Regions from separate parts of the Cricetulus griseus genome. Here region 2 is linked to region 1. Evidence: chromatin contacts called from public Hi-C data. All regions are on one chromosome and are shown on one strand. The core of a region is the stretch at or near the end of the contact, and the rest is flanking DNA. Distances in the headings are between cores, read along the strand shown. Region 1 holds the start of Crtc3 (CREB-regulated transcription coactivator 3). Region 2 overlaps Crtc3 (CREB-regulated transcription coactivator 3).

What was found. Hi-C and Micro-C count contacts between places; a contact is called where the count stands out from the background.
Region 2: a contact with region 1 is called in a Hi-C map of liver, with 1.9 times the contacts expected there. The contact joins the enhancer-like site here to the promoter of Crtc3 in region 1. A contact is called at or near these places in 4 of 8 Hi-C or Micro-C datasets (the CHO-K1 cell line, fibroblasts and liver).

The regions. Positions count from the first base shown.
Region 1 is chr3:116,912,786-116,916,204 of CriGri-PICRH-1.0, forward strand. It overlaps Crtc3 (CREB-regulated transcription coactivator 3), which reads left to right and starts at 1,732. Exons shown (of 15, transcript XM_027408264.2): 1 at 1,732-2,020. The coding sequence starts at 1,889.
Region 2 is chr3:116,997,535-117,001,268 of CriGri-PICRH-1.0, forward strand. It overlaps Crtc3 (CREB-regulated transcription coactivator 3), which reads left to right. Exons shown (of 15, transcript XM_027408264.2): 7 at 72-107. Among named protein-coding and RNA genes, the nearest start is that of Blm, 72 kb to the right of the region's middle. Within about 2 kb of position 2,232, at least 2 of the 6 cell types and tissues checked have open chromatin away from gene starts, as enhancers often do. A contact at or near this core is called in the CHO-K1 cell line and fibroblasts, where this site is marked.

The DNA.
Region 1 (3,419 bases), core at 482-2,981:
GTCTGTGTGTGTGTATGTGTGCATGTGAGTGTGAATGTATGTCTGTGTGTGTAGGTGTGCATGTGTGTGTGAGTTTATGTATGTATTTGTGTGTGTGTATGAGTGTGAGTGAGTGTGTGTGAGTGTGTATGTATTTGTGTGTGTATGTGTGTGTATGTGTGTGATGTGTGTATGTATTTGTGTGTGTATGTCTCTCTGTGTGTGAGTGTGTATGTCTCTGTGTGTGTGCACACACATGCACACATGTGCGTGCATAAGCACTTAGGTGTGTGCTTGCTACAGCCTGAATGTGGAGGTCAAAGAACAATTGCAGGACTCAGTTCTGTCCTTCCACATGGGCTTTAGGGATCAAACTCGGGTCATCAAGCTTTTATCCACTGAGTCAGTTAGCTGGCCCCAAAATGCCTTTTAAATTTTATTTGCAGTGCTGGAATCAAACCAAAGGCCCAGGGCTTGTCATACATGCGCAATACAGCTGAACACCATTCCTAGGCCCTGCAAAAATGTTTTGATGGTTTAATCATGAGGTGTGTGGGTGTTATCAATGTTATTTTCTGTACTTTTCTGCATGTCTCTAATGCATCCTGATTTATAAAACACAAATGCACTCCACACTCTCTAGGACATCTTAGTATACAATGATGCTGGAAGCAGCTTCTGGGCTGAAAAGGGAAAACCTGATTAGGCAACTGGCTGTTTAAAAAAGGTAAAGTTGAGGGGCCAGAGAGATGGCTCAGCTTTTAAGACAGGGGTTCTCAACCTGTGGGTCGAGACCCCTATGGGGTTGAGGGACCCTTTCACAGGATATATGATATTTACAATACAATTCATAAAAGTAACAAAATTACAGCTATGAAGTAGCAATGAAAATAATGTATGGTTGGGGGTAGCCACAACATGAGGAACTGTGTTAAAGGGTCGCAACACTAGGAAGATTGAAAACCTCTACGTTAAAAGTATATATCACTCTTGCAGAGGACCGGAGTTTGGTTCCCAGTCCAAGGGGCATCTCTGATCTCCGTGGGCAACTGCATACTCGTGTACATATCCACACACTTACACATAGTTACAAATAAAACAAATCTTTAAAAAAAAAAAAAAGTTGGCACCTTCTGAAGCTGGGTTTTGAAGACACCCCAGGGCCCCTTGCAAAGAATGGGGGCTGGTGTTCTGGCTGTGAAGTGAAGTGGCTGGGCCGGCGTGGCCAGCGTAGTTGGAGTAAAACAGGAGCTAGGGTTAGAAACACATCCAGGCTTAGGCTGATTTGGTGGTGGTGGTGGTAATGATGACCTCAGAAGGCCATCAGGAAACTCAACCGGAATGGGTAGGAGGAGGCAGTTGTTGGGCTCCAGTCCGGTCCAATGAGGTCCCCAGGTACACTCTGTGGTAAACTCCTCAAAGTGAGGTCGATCAGGTTGCACCCGCAAACTCAATTACGCTCGCTTGAAGAGGGTAAGTGTATTGGCACAACCCTGTCGCCAACGAGTCACCTAAATCCGAAAGCCATCCCGAAGCTGGGGGCGTGGGCAGTGGTACCCAGCGGCGCTCACACGTGGGCGCGATTTAGCTTTGCAGACGGGATGGAGGTGTGAGGGGGTCGGCAGCCTGGGGACGGCGGGCAGGAGCGCTCCGTCCGCGCGCCGGAGGTCGGGCTTCGGGGCCGGGAGGCCCGACAGGCGGCGCCGAGGGCGGGGCCGGCGCGTGGGGGCGGACCTCGGCGCGCTCCCGGCCGCTCGCTGGCTCTGGGGCCGCGGCGGCTCCTCTGCCGGGTCGTGCCGGAGGCGGCTTCGGGCGGCGGCTTTGGGCGGCCTGCGGACCGAGCGGGTGGGCCGAGCCGCGGGGCCCCGCGCCTGCCGTCTGCCTGTCCCGCTCGCGCGGGGCGCGCGCCATGGCCGCCTCGCCGGGCTCGGGCAGCGCCAACCCGCGGAAGTTCAGCGAGAAGATCGCGCTGCACACGCAGCGGCAGGCCGAGGAGACGCGGGCCTTCGAGCAGCTCATGACCGACCTCACCCTGTCGCGGGTGAGGGCCGGGGCCGGGGCCGGCGCGGTTGGTGCGGGCGGGCCCGCGAGGCGGGGGAGAGGTCGCCGGGCCGAGACGACGGCGGCGATGGCGGGGCCGGGCGGGGGCCGCGGTGAGGAGCGGGCCGGGGCGGCTGTGGCCTCGGTTCTTGGCGGTCCGGCGACACCGAGGGCGGCTCGCGACCTCGGTGGAGGTGCGAGGGTCGCCGGGCCTTCGGTGCGGGAAGCTGGGGACCGCCGAGCCCGGGGAGGCGGGCAGCGGGGCCGGGCGGCCTAAGCGGGAAGATGAGCCCGAGAGGAAATCGCACGCAGCTCCGAGGCGGGACCGAGGCGCGCCTGGTTCGGGCGGTGTGGCTTCTCGGTGCCTCGGACACCCACCGCCAGCGAACCCTCGACTGTCGGCCTGGAAGGCCTCGGGGACCCGGGGGTCGCACATCTTCCTCGGGGAACGCTCGGTGCACGCGCAAGTGAATGGACGGCTGGCTCCTGAGTGGCAGGGGGCCTTGGTACCACGATGTGACGAGTTAGTTTGTGGCTTTCTCCGTTTCGCCTCTTGGAGGTGCTTTACGTGGTCCGGTGTGTTTGTTCAACATCAGAGGTTAGTGGAACCGACGGGGTGCCGCGCATAGACAGTGACTGAGGAGGGACCCCGAGGAATGAGTAAGGAGCGAGTCGGGACAAACGCCTGGGAGGCTAGACACCCGGAGCGAGCGGAGCTTCAGAGGATGGAGAGCCCTGCTAGTGTCTGTGCAGGACCGCAGAGGGTCAACGTGAGTGGGCAGACTTGAGGATTCTGAGTGCTGGCCTTGAAGGCGTGTTGTCAGATGGGGAGGCCGTGAAGATGCTGGGGGTGGCAGCTGGAAGGAGATGTGAGAGCCGATTGCAAACTGGTTGTTTCCCTGCTCCCTGGTTTGCAGACATACTATTTTTTGGCCATCATAGTGTTCAGGAACTCAAAAAAAAAAAAAAAAATCTGTTGCCAGGGTTTTAAAATTCGAAGTGTTTTCTTTAAACATACATTTAACATAAAGTGAACTAATATAAATTTATAATATGAACTAGATTTACTTTAAAATTGAGAGACCTGTAACAGTCTTGAATTTTCATGTTGCCACCCCCTCAAGTAGAGTGTGAACTCTGTTTTTATTTTGCTACAATACAATCCACACACTCACTGTCACAGCCCCCCACACCGAGACCATTTATCATATTTATGTAATGTTTTCTTTTGGTGTAGTTAAGGGAAAAGTGAAATATTTTCCGAGCTTTCAATCCTACTACACTGAGGCTAAAAAAGGGCGGGGGGGGGCAGGGGGCATAGATAAAGAAGGTTTTTTAGGAAAAAAAATTCCTCGTGCCCTGACCAGCCCCACCCCTTACCAGTTGGCATCCACAGGCCC
Region 2 (3,734 bases), core at 982-3,481, 85 kb after region 1:
CATTCTAATGCATGAATAAATGAGAGCCCCACATATAAAAATGGTTTTTTTCTTCTTCTCTTTTCTACCAGGTTTCTGTGATGGAGAAAACGATGGCCATGGGGAAGGTACGAGCAGACATTGGGGTTGACAGTCACATTTATGTGAAGGCTGACATCTGTTTCCTGGATTACTTATCCGAGTTGCTCTAAGAAAATTAGCTAGACATGATCAAAGCCATGAGAGAGGAAATGTGTGACTAGACTACAATGGTCCCTTGTTACCCAAGTCCCCTCAGCACCACAGTCACAAGGTTGTGCAAGGAAGCAAGAGTTGTAACCACATGAAAATGTGAATTAATCAAGTATTTAAACAGTTGTTCCACTGCCTTCTCTCAACACTGCCTCAGCCCATTTAGAAAGTCACTGTGAGTAACTGACAGACTTAAATAACAGTTCAAGGAACATGCAAGTTTGCATTAAGGCTGTAGTTCAGATACTGGACTGCCCAGCATGCATAAATGCCTGCAGCCCAGAGTTCTGTCTCCACCAGCAAATAAAACAGGCATGTTGCACAGTCCTGAAATCCTCCACCTGACAGGTGGAGGCAGGAGGACCAGAAGCTCACAATGAACTTGGCCTCACAATGAGCTTGAAACTAACCTGGGATATATGAGATCCTGTCTCAAAAAAAGAAAAGCAAGTGCAAATTTATTATAAGGTAGAATTATACATTTTGCAGAAGACAATGAGTCTGCTAAAGCCAGTTAAAATCATGCTAGAGATCTGCTGAAATGAAACTGAAAGACATCAATAGATGGGGATCCAATTCTGCTCATTTAGTCATTTAGTACCTGGCACTGTTAGATCTTTATAAACTGAAATGTAATTTCATAATATGAATCAGCTGAGTGGCCAGTTTGTTTTTTGGTTTTTTTGTCTGTTTGTTTGTTTTGTTTTTTTGAGACAGGGTTTCTCTGTGTAGCTTTGGAGCCTATCCTGGCACTTGCTCTAGAGACTAGGCTGGCCTCGAACTCACAGCGACCCGCCTGCCTCTGCCTCCCGAGTGCTGGGATTAAAGGTGTGCGCCACCAATACCTGGCCCTGCACCTCCTTTTCTGAGCAAACCCTTTCAGGTATTAAATAAAATCATAAAAATTTGAAGCTGACCCATTTGATCATTCAAGGCAGAAATGAAGACATGGCTTCAGGGCCATCCCCTGTTAACCTTGTGAAGAATTCCCAACAAAGCTGTACATAGAAAGAAATTACAGACACTGAATCCCTCAAAGGAAGCCACCTATCGAGGCACTGTAGCCTGTTCCAGTCCCAGTCCTGTAATGTGACCCACCTCTTAGGCTGTGCTGCTTCCCCTCCTGCAGAACCTTCAGGGCACATGCCTCTTGCCTCCCTTGAATCATAAGGCCCACAAAGCCCATTGCTCCTATCTCCCATCTGTGGAGAGTCCCTGTGGGTCTGTGTGTCCCAGGAACTGTTTATTAAGCATCACAGAAGCAGAACAGTCTAAGAGCCTCGTGGGGCTTATATCTCTGCAGCATTTATATCCGTGATTAGAAAAAGAGAGCCAACAAGAACATAGACAGAATACACTCTTCAAAAGAGAGTAATCCATCTGGGGTGATTCAGTGAGGGAACATAGGGCTTTTCAGGGTCTATCCTTAGCAATACATAAAGGGAAACAAAGAAAAAGAAGGAAGGAAAGGAGAGAAAGAGTGAGGGTTTGAGCATCAGGACTGAGAGACACCGAGGCACACTGATGAAGTCCGGTTGTCTCAGCAGAAGTGGCATTTGTTGCACTGGCGCTGGGAGGTTAGCCAGGATGAGCACTGCTTCATGCTGTGCTAGACACTGGTCCACAGTTGTAATTATTTACTAAGTTTTATTAACTTGCAAAAAAAAGAAAAAAGAAAAGAAAAGAAACACGAGTATTCAATTTAAACCATTTTCTCTGAGTTTATTCTGAAAACTTGGCCCCTGTTTTGTTGTTAGTTCTTTGAGATATGCTATCATGTAGCCTAGGCTGGCATTAAACCCCTGATCCTCCTGCTTCTACTTCCTACATGCTGGGATTACAGGCTTGTGCCAACGTGCTTAGGTTTGATCTCAGTTTTAAGTGACTTCCTGGGATCTATTACTCATCTTGTGTGGGCCAAGGGCAGGACAGGCAAGACAGTCACAGTGGAGCTATGCAGTCCTCAGAGCCCTGCAGCCTCCCTCATTCTGAGCAGTCTCCAGCTATTGAATAATCTTCCTAACAGTAGGTCACATAGTTCCTCAGAGCTTGCCTTTGACCTCTGGTCTGAGAACAAAAAGCCTTCACTTGGTTTGTGGCTCAGCCGACCTTCTCATTTTCATTGGTGTGGCTGGAAGTGTTAACTCAGACAGCCAAGGATAGTCTCTTCAAGTAGAGCTGGCTGTTCTGTAACATTAAAGACCCATTAGAACCCCATCAGCTACAGCCAAACATGCCTGGTGGGTTATCAGTCTTTTTTTTTTTTAAGATTTTATTTATTTATTATGTATACAACATTCTGCTTCCGTGTATATCTGCACACCAGAAGAAGACACCAGATCTCATAACAGATGGTTGCCAGCCACCATGTGGTTGCTGGGAATTGAACTCAGGACCTCTGGAAGAGCAGTCAGCGCTCTTAACCTCTGAGCCATCTCTCCAGCCCCCGGGTTATCAGTCTTTTATTCCCAGTCCCAGCACTTTACCAAGTAGCTTCAGTACCACTGTGATTTCCATTCGTTGTTCCTAACTCCATTTGTGTGTGTGCACATGTGCCTGTGTACATGTATGTGTGCATGTGTGTGTATGTGTGTGTGTACATACCCGTGTTTATATATGTGGAAGCCCATAGGTGGGTGTCTTCCCTGATTACTCTCCGTTTTATTTACTGGGGTAGGAGACCTTCGGGATCCAGCGCTTATTGATTTCATCTAACGTATCGTCAGTTTGCTCAGGGAGCAAGGAGCCCCTGTCTGCCCCTGGTGCTCTGGGATTATAGGCAGCTGCCATGCCTGTCTGGCTTTTATGTGAGTTCTGGGAATCCAAACTCTGGTCCATACTCTCCCAGGGCAAGTGCTCTGTCCACCAAGCCATCTCTCCAAGCCCCTCTTCATTTGTTGTTACCATCTTTTCATCTTTTCTTGATTAGTGTATGCTTTTCTTTATCTCTTTTCCCATGCCTGCAGGGCCCTGGCCTGGTCTCAGACTTCTACATTTTATTTCCTTTCGCTGTCCTTTACCACAGTCCAAATAAAAAGAGCACTCTGGCTGGTGGTAGCCACCATTTCTTCTCTAAGCCTTTTACTTATTCCTCACTCTCTTGCTTGAATGCCCTTTACTGTGTCTCTGAAGGGAGCCCAGAGCACCAGCTCCAAAGCCTCGATGTTCTTCTCTGCTCTGCCCTGAAGCAAGGGTGTGTTGCTCTCCTGGGCTTCTTTAAGTTTTACTGACCGCCTTAAGTGTGCTGCCTTCATCCCCTGGCTAGTTTATACATTTCCCAGGAGACTGTCAATAAATATTTGATAAAGGGGCTGGAGAGATGGCTCAGGGGTTAAGAGCACTGCCAGGAACCTGGGTTTGATTCCTAGCACCCACATGGGCATCTCACAATCATCTATAACTAGTTCCAGGGGATCTGATGCCCTCTTCCAGCCTTCATGGGCACTGGCATTCATGTAGTACATAAACACATGTAGGCAAAATACCCATACACACAAAATAAT